Linked DNA regions of Bos taurus: region 2 is linked to region 1. The links are chromatin contacts, called in public Hi-C maps. All regions are on one chromosome and are shown on one strand. The core of a region is the stretch at or near the end of the contact, and the rest is flanking DNA. Distances in the headings are between cores, read along the strand shown. Region 1 holds the start of S100PBP (S100P binding protein). Region 2 holds the start of ZBTB8OS (zinc finger and BTB domain containing 8 opposite strand).

What was found. A called contact is a pair of places that touch in the nucleus more often than the background predicts.
Region 2: a contact with region 1 is called in a Hi-C map of skeletal muscle, with 2.9 times the contacts expected there. The contact joins the promoter of ZBTB8OS here to the promoter of S100PBP in region 1. A contact is called at or near these places in 2 of 11 Hi-C or Micro-C datasets (skeletal muscle and an unstated tissue).

What each region holds. Positions count from the first base shown.
Region 1 is chr2:120,845,448-120,852,975 of ARS-UCD2.0, reverse strand. It overlaps S100PBP (S100P binding protein), which reads left to right and starts at 4,145. Exons shown (of 8, transcript NM_001034687.2): 1 at 4,145-4,181; 2 at 6,621-6,662. YARS1 (tyrosyl-tRNA synthetase 1) reads right to left here and starts at 3,800. Exons shown (of 13, transcript NM_174220.2): 1 at 3,676-3,800. The coding sequence starts at 3,732.
Region 2 is chr2:120,982,210-120,989,737 of ARS-UCD2.0, reverse strand. ZBTB8OS (zinc finger and BTB domain containing 8 opposite strand) reads right to left here and starts at 3,162. Exons shown (of 8, transcript NM_001076288.2): 1 at 2,631-3,162. The coding sequence starts at 2,727. It overlaps RBBP4 (RB binding protein 4, chromatin remodeling factor), which reads left to right and starts at 3,521. Exons shown (of 12, transcript NM_001077013.2): 1 at 3,521-3,547; 2 at 4,106-4,253. The coding sequence starts at 3,532.

The DNA.
Region 1 (7,528 bases), core at 2,896-5,395:
TCTAGCCAGGCTCTCAGCGCTGAGTGAGAACCAAAGGAAGCTGGTGCTGGTGCTAGTACCACTCTGGTGTAATGACAGTGACTTTAGGGAAACGGAGACTGTCCCTAACCGTATCTTCCCCTCCAACTACCTTCAGCTCATGCTCCTTCCTTTCACAGCCAGTTTCTTGAAAGGTGTCTCTTCTGCTCTCCATTCCTTATCTCCCATTCCAGTCTGAATTCCACACAGCATCACACAACTGAAAATGCTCTTGGTAAGATCATAGATGGCCTCCAAGTTGCTAAATTGAATGAATACTTTTTAGTCCTCACTTCATGGAAATCTCTTTGGGTTTCCTCTATTTTACTCTTAGTTTTCCTCCTACTTCTCTGGCTTCTGTCTTTCAGATTTCTTTGCAGCTATTTGTCTTCCTCATTATTTAAATGTTAGCAATCCTTGGGGCCTATCTCTTTTTACTCTACATTCTCCGTAACTGATCCTCTTCAGTTGCTTCAATTACTACTTATGAGCTGTGCTGTGTGCTGTGCTTAGTTGCTCAGTGTCCGAGTCTTCGCGACCCCATGGACTGTAGCCCGCCAAGCTCCTCTGTCCATGGGGATTCTCCAGGCAAGAATACTGGAATGGGTTGCCATGCCCTCCTCCAGGGGAATCTTCCCAACTCAGGGATTGAACCCAGGTCTCCCCAGTAACTACCAAATCTTCTGCTCACACCTATATAGAACATGTACTTGTTATCAACCCAGTTAATTCAATCACATGTTCAAAATTAAACTCACGCTTTCACCTTTCTCCTTCACTCCCCAGGCATCTTTTTGACTTACAGTTTCACCCCTAGTGCAGTAAATGGTACTGAGTTGCAAAAGTTACTCTCAAACAGCTCTTAAGTCCTCCTACTTCTTTCCACCTTTACACAACCAATGAAGTCTTGGCCATCATTAGATCACACCAAGGTAACTGTAATAGCTTAACAGGTCCCCCAAATCTATTCGTTTTCTTCAATCCACACCGCAAAAGGAAGCCAGAGAGGTCTTCAGAACAAAATTCGATTAACTCATTTGCCTATTTAAATGGTTTATTTAATAATTTCCTTTGCCCTAAGACAATATTAGAAAAATCCTAATAGGCTACTGAAAGTGAAAGTTCGCTCAGTCGTGTCCGACTCTTTGAGACCCCATGGACTATACAGTCCATGGAATTCTCCAGGCCGGAATACTGGAGTGGTTAGCCTTTCCCTTCTCCAGGGGATATTCCCAACCCAGGGACTGAACCCAGGTCTCCTGCATTGCAGGCAGATTCTTCACTGCTGAGCCACCAGGGAAGCCCAATAGGCTAGTATGCTGTGACAAGAGATTTTAGTGTTTCTTCAGGTGATGGTTTGGGGAAACTATTGGAAGTCATGAAAGACAAAAATTGTTTTGCTGGTTTAATATCTATTAGCAGGACTTGTTAAAATCGTATGTTCCAAGCCAGTTGCGAGGCTGATCCTGCATCCTTCAAGCCCCTGACTATGCAGACACTTGGAGTTTTTACTACTCAAAAAAGGTCGTATCACTTAATCTTTAAAACCTGAGTAAATCAATGCTACTAGCTTTGTGTGTTGTTTCTCCCTAACCTCTCCTTATGGAGAGAGGCTAGGAAACAAAGAATCTGGCTAAGGTGAAGCATGCAAGAATCTCTGGTTAAGATGAAGTTATGAGAATGGGACTTCTCTGGTTCAGTGGTTAAGACCCCGTGCTTCCACTGCAAGGGACGTGGGTTCAATATCTGGTTGGAAAAAAATCCCACATGCTGTGTGGTGTGGACAAAAAAAAAAGATCAAGTTATGAGTGAAAATAACTCAAAGGTCCATAAACTGACAAACGGAGAAATAAAATGTAGTATATTCATATAAAAGTAGTATTAGTTGCTCAATTGTGTCCAACTCTTTGTGACCCCATGGACTGTAGCTTGCCAGGCACCTCTGTCCATGGAATTCTCCAGGCAAGAATACTGGAGTGGGTTGCCATACCCTTCTCCAGGGGATCTTTCCGATCCAGGAATCCAATATATAATGGGATATTATTCAGCTGTAATAAGGAACAGAGTTCTGGTAAGTGTAACAACATGGATGAAACATGGAAACATTAAGCCTAGTGAAAGAAGCTAGACATAAAAGTCCACATACTGTGATTCCATTTATATGAAATGCCTAGAATAGGCAAATTAGAGACAGAAAGCAGATCAGTGGTTCCATAGGACTGGGGAGAGGCGAAGACTGAACAGTGATTAGTAATAAGTACAGGCTATTTTTGATGAAGAAAATGCTCTGGAATTAAATAATGATGGTAATTGAACACCATGTGACTACATCAAAACTCACTGACCCACACACTTTAAAAGGGTGGATTTTATGGTATGTGAATTGTATCTTATAAAAAGAGAAAAACTGCCTTCAGAATAAACCCCACTGTCAAACATCGCCAACACCACCCTCATGACCTGGTCTTTGCCTGCTCCTCCTAAACAAACTAGAAAAATGTACCATATTGTCAGATTGTAATCAGTTCTATGGAGAAATAACAAAAAAAGGTAGAGTAAATATCTAGACAATAAAGTTGGAGAAGGCAATGGCAACCCACTCCAGTACTCTTGCCTGGAAAATCCCATGGACGGAGGGGCCTGGTAGGCTGCAGTCCATGAGGTCACTAGGAGTCAGACACGACTGAGCAACTTCACTTTCACTTTTCACTTTCATGCACTGGAGAAGGAAATGGCAACCCACTCCAGTGTTCTTGCCTGGAGAATCCCAGGGACAGAGAGCCTGGTGGGCTGCCGTCTATGGGGTCGCACAGAGTCGGATACGACTGAAGCGACTTAGCAGCAGCAGCAGCAAGGGATAAGGCAGTTTTGGTGGCAGGGGTTTGTTATTTAAATAAAGGCCACAGATGATGTGACAACAGAGGCCTGAGAGAGTCAAGAGAATGAGCAATGTAAATATTTTCTAAGTGCTTGATCTGCACTTTGCTTCCTTTACTCCAACTTAGCCTTCTCTCAGAACCACAGAGTTCTTTCTCCCCTCTGGCTCTTGACCTGGGTTCCCTCTATTCTACCTGATGCGTTTTTAACCCCCATTATCCTGGTTAACTTTTACTACTGCAGTTTCTGGAACCAGCAAAACATAGGTAAAGTGAAGAGGTGATCCGTATCCCTCAGGGCAGTTTAGAGGTTATTTCTCAGCCTTCCCTGAACACTCTCCGCAGCCTTCCTCCTAACTTCCTTTTAATAAAGATCTCCGCGTAAAGCACCTTTCAGCACTAGTTTCGACTTAATTAAATGTCTGGATCCTGGGTCCTTGCAAACGTCTGATTTCCTCCAGACATGCTCTGGGAGGGTAGGGTCCTGACGTACCCCCCAGCACCTTAGCACCGCGCCTGGCACATAATAGGGTGGGTGGCGTGGATTCAAAGCCTGGCTCAACACAAGTAATGGCACTCAGGAGGTGTGACTACTGTGATTTCTGTAGTGATGGATTGACTGACCGACCGGCAGCAGGGACTGCAATCTCTCTCCGAGCTGCCTCGGCGCGGAATCCCGGGTCCCCACCTCTTACTTAGGACCCCGTAAGAGGTGCTAAGGATCACTTGGACCTCCGGCCCCCAGTCCCCCAACCGCGCACTTTCAACCCCGAAGCCCGACCTGCAGGTTCCGGGTGATAAGGCTTAGCTTCTCTTCAGGGCTCAGAGAGTCCCCCATGGCTCTGTCGCTGCAGTCTCCAGCGGTTAGCCCGGCACCCAGGCCCCTTTCTCGGTCGCAGCCGCCGCCGCTGCCGCGTGCCGGAAACTGTCACGCGGGTCCAGGTTAGGTTGCATCAGCTCAACTCGTCGCTCGGCTTGATCCGCCTGCACCCTTCTCCTCCTACCAGTAGCCAGTAACAGCCAAGTGTCGAGCGGGTCGATGAAACGAAAAGGGATGGAGCCCGTAGGCGGGGGTAGGCGGTGTGGAGGGCGGGGTTTCGGCGCCTGCGCCGGGCGCAACCCTCTGAGAGGCGGGGCGGTTTCCTGCCAATCATTGCCTGTTTGCCCTCCCCCTGGCGCTGGCCCGGCACCCTCGGGGTGGGGGAGGTCGGGGAGGGGGCGATAAGATGGCGCAGGGGGCGGAGTGATGCGCAGTCGTTCGCCTAGGCTTTGGCCCGGCTTCCGGAGGTGAACAGCTGAGGGAGGAGCGGTGGTCGGCGAGCCTCGGCTGGGAGGGGGAGGGGGGCGCCTGTTGCATCTCCAGAGGGCCGCGCATGCCGTCCGCCCCGTTGAGGGGTTGAGGCCTTCACCCTGCTGGGAGAAGGGCTCGTTTTCGTTTCTGAGGTGATGGCGGCGGGAGGGGGGAGTGTCTGTGCCCCCCCCCATTCACGTCGGCGGACGGTAGATGCCCCTCACCCTGCCCAGGCAAAGGGTGCCGTCTGGTTACCCGAGAGGGGCGAACGACGTCCGTTTTCTGTGCCCGGTGGGGGTGGGGAGGTGGCGGTGGGGGTTGCCTCTGTCCCCTGCCCCGAGGCGGGGAGGGTGTTGCTAGGCAAAAAATTGCTGTCTTTCCGGCCGCGCCTTGCGGGCGGGTAGGCAGCGGAGAGAGGGTGGCCCGCCCCAGGGGAGAGTGGAGGTGTGGGACGGGCAGCCATCCGCAGGATGAGGGTGTACCGCGCCGCTCTGCTGAGGGGCTGCTTTGGCTCCTGCTGGGGGAATGGGAAGCAAGCCCCGAGCTGCTCCCGCCTTCCGTGGAGAGGCGGGAATTCTTGGTCTTTGGGGGAGGAGGGGAGTGCGAAGGCCCTGCCCGCAGGGCAGTGCAGTACGGCGCCTATAGAGCTTCTTAGGAAGAGCTGGGGGCGGCCAAGCCGTATCCTGCGTTGGGCGAACTGCGATCAAGCACTCGAGGATCGGAGGTGCCACCAGTTCCTTCCAGGGCAGGAGAGCGGGCACTTGGCACCGCCTGGTGGGCTCGGGAGAGGAAGTAATTGAATTGCCCATCTGCTGCCCCAACCTAATTTCCAGTTTGATGGGTTTGTTAGAGGCTTCAAGCTTTAGCAATCCTGTCTAAATCATTTAAAAAACATTTTCTTTTTAAAAAGAAACCTGTTGCTCCGGCTGAGTAGTATTTGGTTTCTGTGGGAGGAAAGTCCTGGCACCCTTATCTAAGTGAGCCGTTACCTAAAGCAGAGATTTGCAGCCCGAGTTGTTTTTCTTTCCTGCAGTGTCTGCAGAATTCTTACAGATAATTGCAGTTCAGTTTAATTTCGCTTAAACTTTATGCCCGTTTCATGGAGTGATAAAGGCTACCGAGTGTCTTTAATGCTGTATGTCTCACACGTATTGCACATAGGAAAGGTTGGAAATCAAAGCTCAAAGATCAATGGGTCTTTTGGAAATAATCCTTGCCCTTGGCCAAACCTGTCAGATCCAGCTTGGTAATGGTTTTAGAGCCTTGAAAGGGGTATGAGGTTGTGTTTGGTGTTGCAGTTTTAGTGGCCTGAATAATATAAGGCTTTGTGTTTTAAGGCAATAGGTTTTCTTAGGTACGATAAAAATAGAAAGGGAGCTAGTTTCTGAGGTTGCAACCAGGTTAGAGAACAGAGCGAGGGGGTGGTAAACTGAAGTGTGAAGAAGGGGGTGGACAGATGAGAGAGACATGGAAGGACAGAATAGGGTCACAGAGAATTAAGAGAGAAACGGGAGATGGGAAATATATTTTTCCTTTAAAAATACGATTTTCATATTTTATTAAAATTTTTTTTTTTTGGTGGTGGCATGTGGGATCTTAGTTTCCTAACCAGGGTTTGAACCCCGAGCCCCCTGCTTTGGGAGCATGGAGTCTTAACCACTGGATTGCTAAGGAAGTCCCAGGATCTTCGTATTTAAGATTACTACAAAGCAAGTGCCAGGAAAGGCAGGTGATGGTAGAATGGCAGACAGGCAAATACTAAGGCCGTCTTTGTGGAACTTCACTTTATTATCTTTTACATTGTGCCTGTAGTATGCTAAGTGCTTTTGTATTCATAATCTCATTTATAATTCTTACAACAACCTTATGAGGTAGGTACTATGATGGTCCCTATTTTACTTGAGAGGACATTTGAAACTTCAAAATGTAATCATTGTTTCCCCACTGGCTTCTTAATTTTAAAATGGTTTTATTAGTAAATATTTCAAGCATATAAAAGTTACAGTTACACCATATAACATAATAATGAGTACTATTAAACCCCCACTCAGCTTTATTGTTTTAGGTCTTTTCCTGTTAGTGATTTTTAAAGAAATAAAACATTACAAAAAGAATTGAAGCTACTCACGCCCCCTTACCATTCCTCTTCCCTCCTCACCACCAGAAGTAATCACTATCTTGAAATGGCATGTTTTTATAATTTTATAATATATCCATGTTTGTATCCATACACAGTTTACGTTATTGTTTCTTTAGCAAATTGCTAGAAAAAAAAGATGGGAATCTGTAGATTAAAATACAAGATTTATCAGCTGACTTTAATGTATGGACCTTACTTGGATACTGTTTTTGTTTTTTTTTTTAATTTGACATTTTAAAAATAGCTGGAAATATGAACTGGATATTTTATGATAAGGAATTTTTGTTATTTACAGATGAAATGATGTGATGCCTGGGATTTGCTTCAAAATAATCTGGTAAAGGGGAAAGTGGATGGGGCAAGATTAGCAACGGGTTGATAGTTGTTGGGGCTGGGCGATGGGTATGTGGGTATTCATTATTACGTTGTTTTTGCATATGTTTTCAATTATTATAAAAAAATTTTAATGAGGTAATAAAATTGTGAAGAGAATGATTTGTGCAAGTTAAATATATGTTTATGATATTGTTTTGCATGCTAAGAGCATACAAATTTATTTATTTATTTATTTTTTTAAGAGCATACAAATTTAGAGCAAAGTTAGACCTATTGGAGCATTCTGTGAGGAAAGCTCAGAAGAGCTGGCTCTGTGCCTCTGGATGTCATGTGGCAAAGGAATTGAGGCTTTCGGTGGCTATGGAGACTGTTGGTCCTGTGTGTGCACAGTAAAGTTAGCAAGCAATGATTTTTTTTCCCATTGAGGTTTGACCACATTCACAGGTCATTCCTACATTCTTCCATTCCACTTGGGAAATCAAGCAGAGCCTGTGCGTAATACAGTGGCTTAAATCATTTTTGCCAAGGGACTACAAGCCCTCTGATGTCTGCATCCTTCATAGTATATTAGAGTTACTGAATGTAGAAGATTGCCATTTGCTGACTGACTCCAGGCAAGTCTATCACAAGGATGGTAGAAAAAGCAAGAAAAAACATTGCCTTTGAAGTTAGACTTGGGTTTGGATCCTTGTTCTAGCATATTAGTTCTGTGTACTCGGTACCTTAAATGCCTCTGAACTTTAGTTTCCCAAGAGTGAAAATGTATCGAATTCTTCATTTGGTTAAGCAAGTGCTTGGACTAGACCCTTTGTTTTTTGGTTTTTTTGGCTGCATTGCACAATGTGTGGGATCCCATGCTCCCTCCAG
Region 2 (7,528 bases), core at 1,913-4,412, 140 kb before region 1:
GGATGAAGCACAAGCTGGAATCAAGATTGCTGGGAGAAATATCAAAAACCTCAGACAGACACCACCCTATGGCAGAAAGAGAAGAGGAACTAAAGAGCCTCTTGATGAAAGTGAAAGAGTGAAAAAGTTGGCTTAAAACTTAACATTCAAAAAACAAAGATCACAGCACCCTATCCCATCTCTTCCTGGCAACTAGATGGGGAAACAATGGAAACGACAGACTTTATTTTCTTGGGCTCCAAAATTACTGCAGATGGTGACTGCAGCCATGAAATTAAAAGACACTTGCTCCTTGGAAGAAAAGCTATGACCAACCTAGACAGCATATTAAAAAGCAGAGACGTTACTTTGCCAACAAAGGTCCGTCTAGTCAAGGCTATGGTTTTTCTAGTAGTCATGTATGGATGTGAGAGTTGGACTGTGAAGAAAGCTGAGTGCTGAAGAATTGATGCTTTTGAACTGTGGTGTTGGAGAAGACTCTTGAGAGTCCCTTGGACTGCAAGGAGATCCAACCAGTCCATCCTAAAGGAAATCAGTCCTAAATGTTCATTGGAAGGGCTGAGCTGAAGCTGAAACTCGACTACCTGATGTGAAGAATTGAGTCATTTGAAAAGACCCTGATGCTAGGAAAGATTGAAGGCAGGAGGAGAAGGGGACAGAGGATGAGATGGTTGGATGGCATTACCAACTCGATTGACGAGTTTGAGCAAGTTCTGGGAGTTGGTGATGGACAAGGAAACCTGGTGTGCTGCAGTCCATGAGGCCGCAGAGTTGGAACTGAGTGAGTAACTGAATTGACTGAACAGAAAAATGAGCTACGGAGACACACAGGATCTAGAAAGTACAGAGCCTAGTATGCTATGATAAATAGTTGTACTCTACACAGAGGACCTTCCCAGGTGGCTCAGTGATAAGAGAATCTGCCTGCCAAGCAGGAGCCGGTTTTCCCAGACCCGGGCTGGGAAGATCCCCTGGAGAAGGAAATATCAACCCACTCCAGTATTTTTCCTTGGGAAACCCATGGACAAAGAAGCCTGGTGGGCTATAGTCCATGGGGTCACAAAGAGTTAGACAGGACTTAGCAACTAAACAGCAGCATACAGAGAACAATGTGAAATTAAAGAACTTCAGAGGGGAAATAAGAGCCAAATCTGTGCTCTCCAAACCACATCCACCTTTAGGGCTAACAATTTAACATTTATATAGACTAACTTTAGAGTCTGCACTATATTTTTACATTTATTATTATCTCATTTTGCCCTCACAGGAAGGAACAGAATGCAAAAAGAGGTTATGTGATTTGCCTAAAGTCACTAAGCTACAAATGGCAAAACCAGGTCCTTTTACTAACACAGGATACAAGTAAGACATTAGTAGTCCTCTACTTATAACTTTCTGAGTCCTCCACCCTAGCCACATTCTAACTACAGGATTGTTGAAGATAGGTGGGGATGGGGGTGGTTACATGAAACACTTGAAAACACAGCTATCTTCACAATGAACACACCAGTAAAACTCCCTCAAAGGTCTGTGTAGACAAAGCTATAGTTTCTCCAGCAGTCTTTTATGGATGTGGGGCTTCCCTGGTGGCTCAGAACCTGCCTGCAATGTGGGAGACCTGGGTTCGATCTGGGATGGGAAGATCCCCTGGAGGAGGGCATGGCAACCCACTCCAGAACTCTTGCCTGGAGAATCCCCATGGACAGAGGAACGTGGTGTACTACAGTCCATGGGGTTTTAAAGGGTCGACAAGACTGAGCGACTATGGACACACACGGACGGATGTGAGTGCTGGACCATAAAGGCTGAGCGCAGGAGAATTGATGCTTTTGAATTGTGGTGCTGGAGAAGGTCTTGGGAGTCCCTTGGCCTGCAAGGAGATCAAACCAGTCAATTCTAAACGACATTAACCCTGAATATTCATTGGAAGGACTATAGTTGAAGCTGAAGTTCCAATACTTTGGCCACTTGGTGCAAACAGCCAACTCACTGGAAACCACCCTGATGCTTCCTGCTGGTTCAGCTGGTAAAGCTGCATTGAGGGAGACCTGGGTTCCATCCTTGGGTTCTGAAGATTTCCTGGAGAAGTGAAAGGCTACCCACTCCAGTATTCTGGCCAGGAGAACTTCATGGACTGTATAATCCATGGGGTTACAAACAGTCCGACACGACTTAGCGACTTTCACTGATGATGGGAAAATTGAAGGCAAAAGGAAATCGGGGGGTGGGGGCAAAGGATTAGATTGTTCCATAGCATCACCGACTGAATGGACATAAATTTGAACAAATTCCAGGAGATGGGGGGAGGGGGGAAGGGAGCTCTGGACAGCAGCAGTCCTTGAGGTAGCAGAATTTGACAGGACTTAGCAACTAAACAACAAAAATTCCCATAAGATAAATGTGACTAGGCATATACAAGGAGAGTTCAAGATATTATATATGTGGGAGCCCAGGTTTCCCGACTCTCAGACCAGGCGTTTTTATTCTTCAGCGTTTCAGCTTTCCCGGGATTAGTTCAGAAGAGCATTCACACAGGGCGAAACGGGGTAATGCCTGAACCACCCTAAGGCGCAAAGTGGAAGAGGGAGCCAGAGCCCTCCCGCAAGGAGAGAAGTGAGCCACCTACTCACACTCGTACTTCCGACTGACTGGAGGATACTTGGCCTTGATCGCCTTCTGCTCCTCAGTCAAATTGTAATCTCTTACATCTTCCCCTTCCAGCGCCATGATTGCGGGTTTGGACCCAAGCTCAACTTCCGCCCTTCATCAGCCGGACTTCAGCCCGGACTTACAACATCCGCCCAAGACTCCGCCCCTAGACTGACACCCTTAAAGGGCTAGGACGCCGTCCTCGAGGACTTAATCCCCTAAACCTTAATCCCTTACGACTTCCGTTCTAGGTCTCGCCGTTTGGAGTTCTTTAAAAGTCCAAGGACCCATTTTCTGGACGTGCTTCATCAATAGTCCTAAGAAGTAAGGGAACAAATATATTGGAGGATCTAGGAATAGGACAACACTTGAATTAAGATACCTCGAGGTGTGATAAAGGCCTTTCTTGCCAGTTTACCCCTAGCGTGGCCAACTAGACCCGAAAACATCCTAGATTTCTCATTCAAAGCCCTACTTTCAAGGGGTAGCTAGCTGAACGCTCTTCAAGAAAATGGCTGCCCCCCCGGAGCTTGCGGCCTAAACCGCTCACGTGACCTCGGGCGGCTCACTCTCACCAACCCGCGCGCGCGCAAGCGAAGGAAGTCAGCTGGGGTCCGTGTGGGGGCAGGGGCGGAGCGCGCGCCTCGGCCCCGCGGCAAGAGACTCTACGCGTCTGGATAGGTTACGAATGCGACTTCCCCGCCCACTTCGCCGCTCGGCGCACTCCGATTGGCCGGTGTTGGCGCGAAGGTGCGCGAGTCATCCCTCACGCAGGGGCAGCAGGAAACAATAGAGGCCGCGCGCGCAGAGCGAGCGCCCGCAGGCTCCCCGCCCCTCCCGCAACGCTCAACCCCGGGATCCCCGCCGGCTTGCCTACCCGCCATGGCCGACAAGGAAGGTGAGGGTTCCGGGGCGGCCCCAGGAGAGTGGGGGGTGCCGGGGTTGCGTAGCGGCCTCGAAACGGCCTAACAGTGAGGACAGGCCAGACTCAGCTGAGTGTCGTCCCCGCCATCGCAGGCGTGAGGAGAATCGCTCCGCGGGGCGGGTTAACGGCGCTCCAGCTCCTCCAGAGCTGAGGCCCCGGCGCAGCGGCTTGAGGCAGGCATTTGGGTCCCCGGCGGGTGTTTGGTCCTTTTCCGCACGCCCTGTCGGTCTGCTCGCCTCTCTCCGGGTTCTCCCTGCAGTGCTTACTACCCGCAAGGGCCGGTACTCCGGCCTCCAGGCCGGTTCTGTGCTCCTCCCGACGCCGTCGCCCGAGCGGTTAACGGCATTTGGCAGCGATGAGCCCAGCAGTTAAAGCCCCGCGAGGCCGGAGAGCGGCGTTGGTGGCTGTGCCTCGGGGAGATTTAGACAGATCTCCATTTCAGAATCGGGATTTAGGAGTGCCGGTGGCTTTGGAAGTGTTTACTCGGTTTCCATTTGTGGTCGCTAACTTAATTTGTTTTTTATTTTTTAGCAGCCTTTGATGACGCAGTAGAGGAACGTGTGATCAACGAAGAATACAAAATATGGAAAAAGAACACCCCTTTTCTTTACGATTTGGTGATGACCCATGCTCTGGAGTGGCCTAGCCTAACTGCACAGTGGCTTCCAGATGTAACCAGGTGATAAGAATCCGTTGAATGTTATTTTGTTGTGTTCTCAGTGTAGATTTCTCACATTGATTATCCCTGTTTTCCTCTCTCCAGTCACCCGGAGCGGACACGTGATCAGAACCTATTGGGGACATTTTTTTTCTAGGCCAAAAAAGACAAAATGTGAAACTACTTTGCAGTTTACTTGATAAGAGAAAACATGTTGATGTCTTCTTTTTCTGATAACTGAATTGAATAGGCGTATTATAACTGTAGTTGACCAAACAATAATGTAAAATTTGTCAGCTTTCAAAAAGTGATTATGGTAAATGCAGTTCTTTCAACAAAAAAAATTTTGAATCTCACAGTCGTTTATACTATCTGGTTAATGCAGAGATGATTGTGACATGATAACCTGCCACTCAGAACAATCTTTAAAAATTACATGTGTACTGAGTAAGTACGTTTCTTCAAAATTCAGGACTTTTAGAAGTCAGGATATTTGTGAATTGTGGTTATTTGACTATGTTTTTGCTCAAAAACTAACTGACAATTTATGCAAATATTATTAATAACAATATGAGCCTACTATCCTCCGGTTGGCATTTAAAAGGGGGGGATCTGTCCTAAGGATTTTTTTTTTAATTAATTTATTTTTAATTGGAGGATAATTGCTTTACAGTATTATATTAGTTTCTGCCATACATTAGATGAAGTAGCAATAAGTATACTTATGTCCCCTCCCTTTTAAACCTCCCTCCTTGTCCTAAGTATGTTAATTAGGAGTTCCCATATTCAGTTGATTATCAGAATTATTTGAATTCAGGGTAAGAGGAGTTGTTTCTGTTAGTTGTCAGTAGTTCAGACCACTTAGGAACTTGTGGCAGGATACTTAAAAATAGTTTGAGCAGTAATTCTAGATTTACTATAGTCAGGTGGTAAATTGTATTGGACCAAAGGATCCCAAATATTGGCCACCCCGTCCTTACTAAATCATTCTGGAAAAGCTTTCCATGTAATGTGATTAACTAGGTTTGGAAAACACAAGCACTTGCTATGGCTCAGAGGTTAAAGCGTCTGCTTGGAATGCAGGAGACCCGGGTTCGATCCCTGGGTCTGGGAAGATCCCCTGGAGAAAGAAATGGCAACCCTCTCCAGTACTCTTGCCATGGAGAATCTCATGGAGGGAGGAGCCTGGTAGGCTACAGTCCATGGGGTTGCAAAAAGTTGGACACGACTGAGCGACTTCACTTTGACTTAAGACTGAATAACCCAAGGCTGAAATCTGTGTTCTTAGTAGCTTTCTTCTTTACAGATGTAGATGAATAAGCCTTTCTGCAGGATTAGACTTTGGTCCAAATACCCTTCCTTTATTTTGGTATTGTACTTGTATAACAGTGTTATTTATTTTTTTAGGATGGGATTACTTACAACAACTCTCCCTAATGTCTGTTTAATGTGTGTCTGTGTGTTTTGGTGTTTATTTATATTCTGTTTCTTAGAAAGAATGATACGGTTGTAGTTTTATAATACTCTTCTTCACTCCCGCACTTCCTTTAGTTGTTTAACTTTGTAAATACAAGTATCCCCAACTTTATGTTGGCAGCCCTCTTATATTTCCTCTTCTTTTTGCACATAGGATATCTGAAAGTGTGCAGAGGAATTTCTGCTGGTTATCTTTACACCCAGCTTCTGAGCTCTACCTGAATTTCCAGCTGCCTGTTATTATTGGTGTCTTCTCTAGAGTATCTTATTAGCTTTCCCTACATGATGTGGTCCAAACTAAGTGTATTTTTTCTATGGCGATACCAACCCAGCTTTCTTCTATTGTTTCTATTTCTCCTTATCATAGTTGACTTTGGTTTGACATTTCTTAGATCTGTTCCCCCCCTCCCCTCCCCTCAGCCCTTTCTTGACTTGGCAGTCTGTTTATAAGCCCTGATGAATTCTTGTGTAGCATCTTTCCCATCTAGACTGGGGTTCTCAAACTTTTAACAGGCATCATAATCAGCTGAAGGAATCGGAAAACTTTTTTTTTCTTTTTACACTGGCCATGCCCTGAAGCTGCAGAATCTTAGATCACCAACGAGGAATTAAGAAAGCATTGAGTCCTAACCACTGGACTGCCAGGAAATTCCCTGTAGAACAGACTGGTTTTTTTCTTTTTTTTTAAATATTTATTTATTTGGCTGCATAGAGTCTTAGTTGTGGTACGTGGGAACTAGTTCCCTGACCAGGGATGGAACCCAGCCCCCCTGCATCAGGAGCACAGAGTCTTAGCCACTGGACCACCGGGGAATTCCCAGAACAGACTGTTAAGCACTACAAATCACCCCCCCTAAGTTTCTCATTGAGTATGTCTATAGTGGATTTGAGAATTTGCATGTGGGAGTTCACAGATAATGTTGATGCTTTTGTTCCCCATACCACACTTGAAGAATCGCTGCTTTATGCTTTACACTGAATTAATCCTTCTGACATAACTCAAATTATGGTACATCCCTTATAAATTTTCCATGGTTCTTTGTTCCTTTTAGTAGAGAGTTCATATGTTAAGCAACCATTCAGTGCCCTAGGGTCTGATTTCAATCTGCCTTTTGACCTTCTCTCCCACTGTTTTCCCACATTCAAAGTCATTTAGATTCAGTCCTAGTTCTGTTACTTAGTTAATCTTAGGCCACCCCATGGGCTGTGGCCTGCCAGACTCCTCTGTCCATGGAATTCTCCAGGCAAGAATACTGGAGTGGGTAGCCATTCCCTTCTCCAGTTGATCTTCCTGACTCAGTGATTGAACCCAGGTCTCCTGCATTGCAGGCAGATTCTTAACTGTCTGAGCCACCAAGGAAGTCTGTTTTCGCAAACCATCTTTAAATTAGAATATTACTTCATAGTGTTGTAACCTTCATCTTTGCTTACCTCCCTTGGAATACTGTCTTTCAAAGCTCTTGTCCCCCTCTTCTGGGTTTTATCTCATTTTGAGACATTAGCTTACCTGATGTCAGTCCCTTTCCATTTTAATGAAGTAACCAGAAGTGTTCATATACCCAACAATTGGTTTTTTTCTCTCCAGCTACTTGTAAAGGATGAATAATTAATTTTTATTTTATTCTGTCAGACTTTTTCCTCAAAAGTAATTGTAAATATTTGGCCAAGTTAAGAAATAATTACGAAATTAAGTGGTATGTGGTACCTGCCCTCAGCTCTGTGGAAGATATGTTAAAAGTAAGGAAATACGGCTCTTAATGACTTCTTTCTCTCAAAACCTGTTTGTAATAATGCCTTGTATATACATGTATGTCACTGAC